Linked DNA regions of Gossypium hirsutum: regions 1 and 2 are each linked to region 3. Evidence: chromatin contacts called from public Hi-C data. All regions are on one chromosome and are shown on one strand. The core of a region is the stretch at or near the end of the contact, and the rest is flanking DNA. Distances in the headings are between cores, read along the strand shown. Region 1 holds the start of LOC107951806 (N-terminal acetyltransferase B complex catalytic subunit NAA20). Region 2 holds the start of LOC107951898 (mitochondrial Rho GTPase 2). Region 3 holds the start of LOC107951862 (chloroplast stem-loop binding protein of 41 kDa a, chloroplastic).

Region 1 (4,315 bases), core at 85-2,584, 220 kb after region 3:
AAGATGCATTATAAAATTGGCTGACATGAAAGTACAAAGCAAGATAAAACCAATCAAGCATGACCAAATTTAAAACAACTTGAAGCTCGGTGCACTGTAAATTATTTTTTTAAATAATACCAGAAACAAAACAAAATCCTTTTCGACTCAGCAATTACAAGTTAGTTTCAAAGGAAGATCTCCTACACAGAACTACAAGATGACCTAGCTCGTTAGCCAGTTACTTAACCTTCACCATTTGAACCAAAAATGTTTGTGCTCAGAAACTTGTATTAGTTTCATCATAAATATCAAATAACGAACCTTATAACTATCTTAGCAGTTCATATTACACAATGAATAAAGCATGGAGAAAATTTCTAAAAGGATGAAATATATATATTAAAGAATTTACTAGTCTGATCATTTCTAATCTTGCAATCAATCCTAAAATTTTATTAGAAAACTTACTACTTCTGTAATTTCTAGTCTTGTAACCAGCCCTTGCTACAGACTAGCTGCAGACAGAATTTACTCAAATCAATGAACAATAAACGTACTTACATCTTATCACTGATATCTTCCAAAAGGTTCATCAGTTTCTTAGCCAGCTGCTGCCTACGATATTCTGGCGCTACAGTGACTGCCGTTACATGGCCATGCCAAGACTCACCTTGCCCCTCAACTTTCCCCATAACTGCAACCAATTTCAAAGGAATAAAATCTAGATGCACCAATCCCAAAACAGCATTGCCAGTAAAAAGCATATCCCTATTCAAATCAAACCTTGAACGTGACCGATAAAATGTAATTCCAATTACTTATAGTAATAAACTAAATACATAAGGCAATGAACATCAGAAATAGAACCCAATTCTTTCTTTTCACAGTATGAGTGTTAAAATTCCAGTTACATAAATAAGAAAGAAGAAAAGAAAGCTTACTGTAACCCATTATTCGATTGCCGGGGCCTTCAGCTACATGAAAGTAATGGGGCCATCGAGCTAAATATGTCATGTAAAATGACATGTTAAACTGTAATAATAACACAATTATCATTGATGGAAACAATTTACAACTCGTCCAAGCATTTGCAAGTTAAAAAAAAGAAAGATAAACTAAAAGGCAAAAACTAAAAGGCAAGAGTTTTAAAGCTTACGGTTTCCGTTAAGTGGTCGAGATTGACGGATGCGAAACGAAGAAGATCATTGCAGCAAAATCGGCGTATAGTCGTCATCTCAATCTTCTTTGGCTGCCGGTAATGGAAGCTTAATGAAACGCAGGGCTACCAGAATGGTGGTTCAAACTTCAAAGGTCAATGATGCCATCGGCCGAAGAGATAAAGCAGGTCCTTTGGGATTATATTTGGGTTGGGCCATTAAAATTCACATTTTTTGGTTTGGACTTGAAAATTCCTTTTAGGCCTACTCGAGTCCATTTGAATATTGAAACGGTTAGTCAAGAACCTGAGAAAATGGCCGACCGTCGATCTTCCCTAACCGCCATTATCTTCAACGAAACTCAGATCAAGCCTCGGAGATGACCATAATCGATCCTAAATGGATCTTCTCAAAGAAGAGCTTCTCAAGAAACGGAAAAGTTTAGCTCAGGATACTGGCGGAAAGCGCGTATTCAAACGCTCCGAGATAGAACAAAAGCAAACCCAAAAGCTTCGCGAGCAAGAAAAACGCGAACTCGAAGCGAAATCTCACCGCCAATCCACTGCATCCCCCTCCAATGTCAGCGATACTTCCGCCAAACCTAACCCGTCCGCTCCCAGCACGGCATCCACAATTGCAACTTCCACCGCCGGTTCCTCCAAATCCCTCACCGATGAACAAAACATTGACAACCTCGACCTCCCAAGGCAAGAAGTCATCCGCCGCCTTCGCTTCCTCAAACAGCCTATTACGCTCTTCGGCGAAGATGACGCAGCTCGTCTCGAAAGGTTAAAATACGTCTTAAAAGCAGGTATTTTCGAGGTCGACAGCGACATGACCGACGGTCAAACCAATGACTTCTTAAGAGACATTGCCGAGCTGCGGAAGCGGCAGAAGACGGGGATTTTGAGCGATAGGAAGAGAAAGGATAGGGAAGAAGGGGAAGGAGGAGGAGAGGATAGGGAAGAAGAAGGGGGAGGAGGAGGAGGAGAGTTGAGTGGTGATGGTGGGTCCAGCGGAGTCGATATGGATAAGGATTTGAAGAGAATGAAGGTGAATTTCGATGAGCTGTGTGATGAAGATAAGATTCTGGTGTTTTTCAAGAGGTTGTTGAATGAGTGGAAACAGGAGCTGGATGAGATGGGTGAGGCTGAAAAGAGAACGGCAAAAGGGAAGTCCATGGTAGCCACGTTTAAGCAGTGCGCTCGTTACTTGAATCCATTGTTCAAGTTCTGTAGGAAGAAGGTAAACATATTTTCGCTGATTTGAATTATTGCATCTTCCTTCTTTTTCTCTATATGTTAACAAGTTAAATGATGGAGTACAGGTTTTGTAACTAAAGGAATTGAAATTTTACTTGACATACTAATGAAATCGGTAAGAATTAAGTTGTTAGACTAGCTGTTTGTTAAATCAAAATTAGAGGTATAGGACTTGTATTTGCTATTGAGAAGACTGCAATGTTGAGAGATATTCTGTGACTTCTGTTCCCTTAATCTGGGGGTCTAGAGATGGGCGAAGCTATAGAAATTAATGAGTTGAATTATTACTCTACTGCTATTCACATATATTCATGGTATCTTCGAGTTGGAATTCTAGTGATCAAAGTGTTATTGGTGTCTGAATGTCTGTTGCTTTCTCATCGCTTGTTTTGAGATTTATTCCCTTTGAACGCTCAAACAGTTGCTTGGTTAGGGGACAGAAATCATGATGATCCGTAATTTTTAATATTTTCTTAACAAGTGTTCCCTACTAAGTGACCACATCTACTGGTGTGATGTCAAATGATCAAAGGCTTCCTGTTTTCCCAAGCTAATGGGAGCATAGGTTCTCTTTCAGGTATGTGTAGGCTAGTGGAGGCTAAATCAGGAAGAATATTAATATTGTGTGCCTGCATGAGACTAAATGGATGGGCAAGAAAGTTAAATCCATTGGTAAATAGGGTTGCAAATTATGGTATAAAATTCAAGTTGAGATGGGAATAGGAATTGGATAGGTATAATTTAAGACTGCCCTTTATCTTTTGATCAGAAACATTCATTATAAGCACTGAACTGAATAACTAACTCAACCAACTTAACTAACTAGCTAACCAGAACTCACATATATACAAGGTGAGACTCAAACCTAGGATCACTAAGTTCTCTAGGCCTCTACCTTAGTCAGCCAAGGCTTCATTGGCTTAGACTGCCAGTTGGTTGATGAGGTTGTTGACATTAGGAGGACAATAGGATCTTGGCTTTAACTTATACTAGGTAGCAAAGACTTTAAAATTTAAATATTATCAGTACTTATGCACCTCCAATAGGCTTAGATGATTCTAGTAAGCTACGATTTTGGGAGGAGTAAGACAAAGCAGAGCAAGGAACTGCGAATTACTTGGATAAAGTGGACTTGGACAATTTTGCGACATTAAAGCTTGTCTGTTTGGCTTGGTTTATTAATTCCATGTAAAGAGTTATGAGACTGTTAATATGGTCAATAATTTCAAATAGCATTAAAGTGTAATGGTCAATGAAGTCTTCATGAAGATATTCAGGGGACTGTGTTGTATAGCCAATCATTGGTAAACCTGGAGTTCAGATGGATAGTAGATTCATCTTTATATCAAGGTTTTGTCAGCCTTGTTGCATGCTAAGTTGTTTACTGCCTGCATTCTGGTTAGATTTATAGTCAACCATGTCCTGCAGCATTTATCTTGGTGGTCTGCTCCCTGAGTCCCTGTTTGTGGTAAATAGAGTCACTGAACCTATAGTTTCTCTAACACAATTAAACAGGTTTAAGCTCCAAAAGTGCATACTGCTTCAGTATGATTCCATTCACGAGCATGACTCTCACCCTTTGCTGGATATTATGAAGTTAAGTCGCTTTCAAATATGAATTGATCCCCATGCTTTGAACTTGCATTATTGCCCCATACTAATTGTGTGAAATTGGTTTCTACAAAGCATTACAGTTCCTTATGGTTTTAGCAGTGTTTAATGGTTGGGAAGTTGCCTTTTTTTCCCCAGCACCTTTTGATTCCTTTTTTTTTTTTTTTCAATCTATGAGAAGATTAAACAGAGAGCCAACCAGTTATTTGTTGAAATTTTCTATAGGTATCCACTGTGTTTGTTTGCGGCATTGTGCACAGAACTTAGATTTCATAAGACTCAGTATTTACTTGTCATGTTTTC
Region 2 (4,538 bases), core at 1,316-3,815, 150 kb before region 3:
GACCAATCAGAAATGGAGTTTCAGACGGATTGTTCTGTCATTTCTAACACTATCTGCAGCCTATTTAGCATCGAACTATGCAAGCTGAGAGTCACCAATCTTGCTCTGCCATGTATTGTTCTATCATTTAGAACACTTTCTGCAACCGATTTTGCATTGAATTATGCAGGCTGAGAGTCACCAACAGTGTAATGCACCTTTTTGTCATCAAAATGACTCGGAATTTATCCCAAAGGAAATCTTACTCTTCCACATACAACATCAAAAACTGCTCGAAACTTCAGTCACACGCATTTTACTTGTTAATTTTATGAGTTTATGTGTTTCCTCATCCAGTCGTACATTATCCTTCTGCATCCGCTCAGCAACTATAAGTGGCATTTTACCAGCTTTTGCATATACACGAAGAAGTGAATTATATACCTTAGTACTGACATGGCCGGCATCCCGAAGAATAACTAACAATTTCTCCGCGTCTTCAGTATCACCTAGGTCCTCAAGTTTGTTAAACACTTCTCTGACCAACTTCTCATTTGGATTCCATTTTTTTACACTGCAAACAGCTTGCTTAAAACAATCCAACACTTTTTCCATTTGTTGCTTTTTAAATAGCCCCATGTAAGAAGTTCCCAAGTAGTATAACAAGGGGAAATACCTTTCTGAACAATTTGCTGATAGAAGTTCTCAGCAACATCCATCTTGTCTCCATTGATGTAAGCCGCAAGCAGTATGTTTGGAACTCTAGCATCCCCGCTTCCAGAAACAGACTCCCACTCATTGTAGAGTTTCTCAGCCTTTTCAAAATCCCCAAGTTTCACAAGTGTCGATATCATACATGTATACTCTGCATCATTCATTTTGCGGAAGCATGATTTCATCTTCTTCCAGATTCGCTGAACCCCATCTTTATCCCCCATGTTTGTATGCAAACTGATAAGGGAGGGATAAACAACTCGATTTTTCCGAGAAGCCTTCTTTTCCATTTCCTTCAAAGTAGATGCGGCCTTCTCAAATTGTTTTCCTTTTATGTACAGATTGGTCAATGCACTATATGTTACCCAATCGGGCTCTATTTTCGCTTTCTTAAGCTCATCAAAGATTTTTCCAGCAGATTCAACCATATTTAGGGAGGCACAAACAGATAACAGCAGATTAAAAGTAACGATATCTGGTGAAGTGTTTTTCTTTAATTCCTTCACTATTGCAGGAACCTTCTCTAATTCCCCTTGTGAGATGCATAGAGAGATCATGTGATTGTAAGGAAGTGGGTTCCTGACAAAACCACATTCAGACATTTTCTCCATTAAAGCCTCAGCTTTAGCAGACAACTTGTTCTGGACATACGTATGGAGAAGAGCTGTGCAAGTGGCTTGACCTCTCATCTTCTCGGGAAGGTCTTCAAAGAACTTTTCCGCACTAGTTAATCCGTGGACTTTTGCAATCAAGTCCAAGTGAACGGCATAGTCACCAGGCAAAAGCTTGATATCTTGCTGCAATCTCATCCATTCACATATCTACTACAATAAAATAACCACGGTGATAGATATAAGGCCAACTATCAAATACAAACATTTCATTGCAAATTCTTCATACCCAGTTTCTATAGGCAACAATTATTCGATAAATGGGATTCATCTCACAATGGGGGAAAGGTGAAGAACAAAAAACAACTTTAGAAAACAATCTATTCTGGTTAACTAGAATACGAGCAGCAATTCACAATCAAACCTAGTTCCCAATTGAAATTAAGACTTTATTGCAACATCCCAATGCTATTAACTTCATAATTGTAGACAAATGGAGGGATTAATAAGAAAGTAAGAATGATACCTCGAGGGCGTGCTTATACCGCTTGAGCTTGCGAAGCTCTCGGACGATCTTATTGAGCTCGTACTTACGGACCGTATGTCCTTCCTCTAGCCATTTCCGTATCGTAACCACGGCGCTGCGTTTGGTATACACGAGCCCTATAAGCCTCCATCCCAGCGTCTCTCGTCCAACTCCACCGCCACCACAGTTTTTCGCAGCGCTTTTAGTAGTTGTTACTGCTTTCTCCGCCGCCGCCGCTTCTTCAGTCGAGAAAAAACGCGCGGCAAAGAGGGACGCCCGAACGTAGCGCCTCAACATTGTCAGAAATTTTTTTAGTAAGGGGAGAGGCTAACGATCAGGGTTTAGGGTTTATGAGAAAAATTAAGGGAACCAAATAAACGACACCGCCCTATAACAAATTAAACGGGGTTACTTTTACTAGAGGGCCCTAAGCTATGCGCCAGATTCTAAATTAGTCCCTAAGCTTTAAAACATTCTAATTAAGTAGTAACGTATCAATTAAGTCCTTTTGTAAGCTTTTGTATTAACTCGGACCTTAAAGTCCATGTCAAATTTTGTTCTGAACTGACATTTTAAGCTGAAAACTAGGATGAAGTTATACATTACCTATACTTTAATTAGGATATTTTAAAATTTAGGGATGAAATCAGACTGCTTTTGGGTATAGAAAAGCCCAGTGGGCTTAAAACATACCCAATAAAGAGGAGACAATTGTCCGTGAGAGAAGGCGAGTTCTAGTACACGCAAAACCGGCCCTACACTTGCTTCACACACCTTGAATAGAAATCTCCTTCGCTAATAATCGCCAATAGGTAGCCCCCCACTACTGTCCTACTATTCTCTCGCCTGTCTGATTTGAATCCTTCAACGCACCCACCCAATAGGGAAAAAAAGAGGACGAACACAAATTCCTTTTTACCAACAGCGTTCCAATGCCTAGTAGATCAGCAGCTGGTGTACGAACCGGCGTGAGAGTCGTCGTTTCCGGCGATCGTGGCACCGGTAAATCCAGCCTCATCTCAGCTGCAGCTTCTGATGCTTTCCCCGAATATGTTCCGGCGGTTCTTCCCCCAACTCGACTCCCCTCTGACTTCTATCCCGATGGCGTCCCCGTTACCATTGTTGACACTTCCTCAAGGTATTGGTTTGGAACTTTCTCGAATATCTATGTACGCCTATATTAGTTATTGTTTTTGTTGATCCGGCTATTCCAGAGTTTACTTTTTTTTTTAAATTAATTATGGTTTACCATTTTTTAGAACGTATTGATCTTCTATGTTTTTCTAGAATGATAAAAGAACTGTAATGTAAGAATTGCTATTTTGTTTAAGTAACGATTACATACTAGAAAGGCAAGCAGCTAATGTTAATTTAATGGCTTTAGAAGTTTGATGAGTTGTGGCTGCATACTGAATTGCTAATGCTTTGCCGTTGTTATTGACCTTTAGCATGGAGAGCAGAGTAAAGCTTATTGATGAGTTGAAGCGAGCTGATGCCGTGGTTTTAACATATGCTTGTGATCAGCCTATGACACTCAGTCGTCTGAGTAGCTTCTGGCTTCCCGAGCTTCGTAAATTAGAGGTTTGCATTGACATAATCCATTTGCATAATATATATTTTCTTGCTTACTCATTCAATGACATGCTTTTATTATTTTTATATGTTCTATCTGAATAGATCAAGGCGCCAGTGATTGTTGTTGGGTGCAAACTTGATTTACGAGATGAACGTCAGCCCATGAACTTGGAACAGGTCATGGCACCCATCATGCAGCAGTTCAGGGAGATCGAGACCTGTATAGAATGTTCCTCTGCTACTCTAATTCAGGTTTCTTTTTTTTGTCTTTTTTTTTTATTGTTCATATTTTCTAGGTTAACTTTACAATCATTTTTCAGTTGCTACTCTATCTATTTTTATGATGTTCTGGCATTAGCATTAGCAGTTCAACTTTTAACTGGTGGCTGTAGACTCTAGTGGGTATCGTGATTCAAGCCTCCACCATTCTTTTTTTCCTGTTGGAAAGTGTTTCCTATTTTATTATAATTTTGAGCAATTGGTAAATGTTATCTTTATGTTTGTTAAATCTCTTTACCATTTGTGTGTTTTAGTAACTACAGATTTGAGGGCTGAAATATAAGTTCTTTTTTTTTCTTTTTAAAATCTCCAGGTCCCTGATGTATTCTATTATGCTCAAAAGGCAGTTTTGCATCCAACAGCTCCACTATTTGATCAAGAGAAACAAACTCTGAAACCTCGATGTATTAGGGCTTTGAAACGGATATTTATGCTTTGTGACCATGATATGGATGGAGCCCTTAGTGATGCAGAGTTGAATGAGTTTCAGGTTTCTTTTTGTCCTTAACCATGGCTCTCTTAAAAAGTTGGAAAGTTTGACATGCTGTGCACTTATGAACAGGTTAAATGTTTTAATGCTCCATTACAACCTGCTGAGATTGTGGGTGTAAAGAGGGTGGTTCAAGAGAGGATAAGAGGAGGAGTAAGTGACCTTGGTCTTACTCTTGAAGGGTTCCTTTTTCTTCATGCTCTTTTTATAGAAAAAGGGCGTCTTGAGACAACTTGGGCTGTCTTGAGGAAGTTTGGATATAATGATGAGTTAAAGCTCAGGGATGATATTCTTCCAGTTCCAACCAAGCATGCCCCTGATCAGGTAGCTCTTATTTTTGATAGTAGACATGTCACATAACTAA
Region 3 (3,991 bases), core at 1,045-3,544:
GTGGAGCAGGTGGCCAGTGCTGGTGTCAGAAGAAAGTGGGGCGTGGTAGCCAAGGGCAAAAGGGCGTGCGGCGCAAGTAGGGAGGCAAGTGGAATTACGGTTTCCTCTCTGCTAATTTGTTTTGGGCTGCTGGGCTAAGTTAATTTGGTATTGGTTTGGGCTTGTTTTGTTTAGTGGGCTTATTGGGTTAATAGTATTTGGGTTTGTAAAAGTGTGAATGGGTTTGGGTTTTAAGAGATTTAGTGTTTTGTAAATGGGGTTTTAATTTGTAAATGAGATTGGGCTGAAATTGGCCTAGTACATAGCCTATATGAGAAATATGTACTAAAATCCAATGCAAAAATGAATCTTTCACTGAATTATACAACATACCTGTCAAGTTGACAACAACATAAACCAACAATCATTTATTTAATAAATAAATTTTTTTTGAGTAAAACAAGAGCCGACTTAGGTGTACTATTATTGTTTAATGCTGTAAATTTGTTCGTTAAATAACCTTACAATTTTTTCTTTATAAATTTAAAAGGTTTGAAATTATCACATATAAATGTATGGAATTGAAACCTACCAAGCGTTCCCATTGCCTCTCTTTGGACTTGTATAAAATATGCTTGGTTGATAAACCACAAAAGCTATATCAACAAAATTTAACTTCTGACAATAGTATAGGTTTCATTTAGTACCACAAAAACTAAAAGAGCATCTGTTAAATCACATGTTGAACATTGTTTGGTGATGCATCACAAGCATAAAAAGAAAAATAAAACAATGCATCATATTCATTCCATAGCTGCCTAAGTAAGAAAAATAAATTGATTTGGAATTAATTTACAATGAAATTTCTCTACAAATAAAATATATTCAAGCCATCAAAATTCTCAAATCTTTCCTTAAAATTTTGCCAAATCTAAGAGGCATTAGATGTTTCTCCATGCAATGTATTTAAAATCCAAGAAAGTAGATAGCATTATGTCACGTGTCGAGACTTTAGCTCTAGTCATGTCTGACCCTCAGCTCGATTCGTATGACAACAAGTCGATACTTACTTGAAGAGCTTTTGGCACACTTAACCTAAACAAGCAGAAGAAAAAGATGGGAAATGTGGAAGTGTTTATTATTCTCAAAAGCTAGTTTGTGTATACAAATGAGGGAGGGGAGGCTTTACTTATATAGGAAAACCCTTTTTGATTCGATGATTACAAATGATTACAATGGACATTCCAAATTACATTCTAGAATCTTCACACCTAATGTTATTAAATGATATACATGGGTGGATGATTTTAGAGTTTTATAATCTTCTATATGGCTCTACAAAGATTCGGTCCCTTCTTCGGACTTCTAGAATCTTTCAAGATATTTCGACAACCTCATAGCTCAAATTTCTCTTGTTTGCTCTGTTCTCGACTTGACAAGACCTTACTCACTCACGTATCATGATAAATGCTACTTCCTACTATGAGTAAAGCATCAGATCATAGGATTATTTCTCCCCACCAGGGTTTGTTGCCATCAACAAAACCCCATTTATTTCTAATTAGCAAATCAATCCTTATCAATCTATTCCACACATTATAATTCTCAAAACCCAGCAACTGTTACGGAATAAAGAATGTACTTGACGTATTAAAAAGGTGTAGATAGAGTGAATGGTTGAAACTAACAGCTACCATTGAAGAGCCACTGGTGATCTTTTGGTTCACTCAATATTGTGAACAAGAAAAAAGAAATTACAATAAAAATCTAGGAAATTGAACAAACAACAAAATGTTTTCAAGTCTTATCCAAGCTCCAATACCATGTCAAACACATCAATGATGGACGAAAACAATGAAAAACAAAGAGAAAATTGTTATAATTATCACTAATAATTTACTACTTATTAACTATTCAGCTAATTAACCACTTTAGCTAACTCACCATCATAACTACTACATTAATTAATTGACCACTCAACATCAATTTAGATTCTTTTAACATAAAATTATTACCAAGTAATGAAAAAAATTGAAGCCCCAATTCTAGAATATATTTTTATAATAATTTAATATTTTATTTTTGGTAAATCTTATAAAAAAAACAATAAATCCTTTTCTTATCAAAATGTATAATAAATATAATAATAATACACGTAATTTGTTATAATATATCAAAATTTTTAATAGATCCTTTATATGAAAAATATTTAATATATAAATCTAGCGTTCATCAAACTATTATATAAATTTACCAAAATGAAAAAAATTATTAGTGAAATTAAATACCGACTTACTAAAAAAATAAGTAGCAGCCTAGGGGTAAATGCAAGGGGCCAATCAACAACCGTTACCTTTAGATAAAGCCTTGACCATGATCCATATGAAACTGCTGGTTCTGAAGCAAGCACCAAAAAGAAAAGGTAACATTCATTTCAATGGCTGCTTTTGCTTCTTCTTCGTCCTCCTCTCTCCTCTTCTCATCTCCACCTACCAAGTTTCCTTCACCTTCTCTATATCCTCCTCTACGCTTGTCTCTTCCCACTTCTTCTTTTCTCTCTTCTTCTCTTTCACTTTCTCCTTCCTCCCATGCCTACCCCACCAGCTCTAGACGATACTCTGCTTCTTCTTTCACTATCAGGGCCTCTGCTGCAGAGAAGAAGAAGGTCCTTATAGTTAATACAAACAGTGGCGGCCATGCAGTTATCGGTTTCTACTTTGCCAAAGAGCTGCTGGGTTCTGGCCATGAGGTTACCATCTTCACTGTTGGAGAAGAGGGCTCTGATAAAATGAAGAAGCCCCCCTTCAACAGATTCTCTGTAAGATCAAATAGCAACCGCCTCCAGGCCTTGTTTTCTGGTTTTTGTAATCACTATTTTAATGTGGAATTTGAGAAATGTTTATAGGAAATTACGAGTGCTGGAGGGAAGACGGTGTGGGGAGACCCTGCAGATGTTGGCAAGGTTGTTGCAGGGGCAACCTTTGATGTGGTGTTGGATAACAATGGCAAGGACTTGGACACTGTCAGGTTTGTTACCATTAATTCCAAACAAACTCATCCTTCAGTTTATGCCACCTTCGTGCGCACATGTGTCCGTCTATATACCTGTTACCATAGTAATTGATTAAAATTGGAAACATCAAAGAAGAGTAACAATCATTAGGCTAAAGAAAAGGAAAAGTAAGAAATTGCATACCTGTATTTAATGTAGAGCGTTTCATTTTATGGCCAAAAAGGAAAAGGCAGATCATTCTAATTCCAGTCTTCTCAACATAGGCCGGTGGTAGATTGGGCAAAGAGCTCTGGAGTGAAGCAATTCTTGTTCATCAGTAGTGCGGGAATCTATAAGCCAACCGACGAGCCTCCTCATGTTGAAGGGGTATATGACAATATGTCATTATGTATATGTAATGCCTCAAGCATGAAAAATTTTACTGGATGCATAGTTTAAGCAAAATCTTGGCTATTGCAGGATGTTGTTAAAGCTGATGCCGGCCATGTTGGAGTCGAGAAATATGTTGCAGAAGTTTTCAGTAGCTGGGCTGTATTCCGGCCACAATACATGATTGGATCCGGAAACAACAAAGACTGCGAGGAGTGGTTCTTTGATCGTAAGTGAAGAAACATTTTGGACTTTGTTATCCGTAAAACTTCACTATCAGATAATGACATGGATGACATTTCTTATAATATATATAGGAATTGTTAGAAAGAGACCGGTGCCAATCCCAGGCTCAGGGATGCAACTTACAAACATCGCCCACGTTTGGGACTTGTCCTCTATGCTTACCCTAGCTGTTGAGAAGCCAGAAGCTGCATGTTGTAATATCTTCAATTGTGTGAGTGACCGGGCAGTGACTCTGGATGGAATGGCCAAATTGTGTGCTGCAGCTGCTGGCTTACCAGTTGAAATTGTTCATTATGATCCGAAAGCTATTGGAATCGATGCAAAGAAAGCTTTTCCTTTCCGTAATATGGTAAATATCATTATGATATCTTCGTCTTGAATCCA

The links. Hi-C and Micro-C count contacts between places; a contact is called where the count stands out from the background.
Region 1: a contact with region 3 is called in a Hi-C map of leaf, with 2.7 times the contacts expected there. The contact joins the promoter of LOC107951806 here to the promoter of LOC107951862 in region 3. A contact is called at or near these places in 5 of 34 Hi-C or Micro-C datasets (all in leaf).
Region 2: a Hi-C map of leaf shows a contact between it and region 3, with 3 times the contacts expected there. The contact joins the promoter of LOC107951898 here to the promoter of LOC107951862 in region 3. A contact is called at or near these places in 5 of 34 Hi-C or Micro-C datasets (all in leaf).

Annotation. Positions count from the first base shown.
Region 1 is chrA08:12,105,828-12,110,142 of Gossypium_hirsutum_v2.1, reverse strand. It overlaps LOC107951806 (N-terminal acetyltransferase B complex catalytic subunit NAA20), which reads right to left and starts at 1,334. Exons shown (of 6, transcript XM_016886954.2): 1 at 1,139-1,334; 2 at 924-1,014; 3 at 544-676. The coding sequence starts at 1,216. It overlaps LOC107951791 (pre-mRNA-splicing factor 18), which reads left to right and starts at 1,539. Exons shown (of 3, transcript XR_005900141.1): 1 at 1,539-2,384.
Region 2 is chrA08:12,473,856-12,478,393 of Gossypium_hirsutum_v2.1, reverse strand. LOC107951898 (mitochondrial Rho GTPase 2) reads left to right here and starts at 2,565. Exons shown (of 14, transcript XM_016887094.2): 1 at 2,565-2,968; 2 at 3,279-3,411; 3 at 3,508-3,657; 4 at 3,998-4,174; 5 at 4,247-4,498. The coding sequence starts at 2,763. It also overlaps the pseudogene LOC107893573.
Region 3 is chrA08:12,326,644-12,330,634 of Gossypium_hirsutum_v2.1, reverse strand. LOC107951862 (chloroplast stem-loop binding protein of 41 kDa a, chloroplastic) reads left to right here and starts at 2,294. Exons shown (of 6, transcript XM_016887026.2): 1 at 2,294-2,797; 2 at 2,885-3,006; 3 at 3,256-3,358; 4 at 3,452-3,590; 5 at 3,679-3,956. The coding sequence starts at 2,417.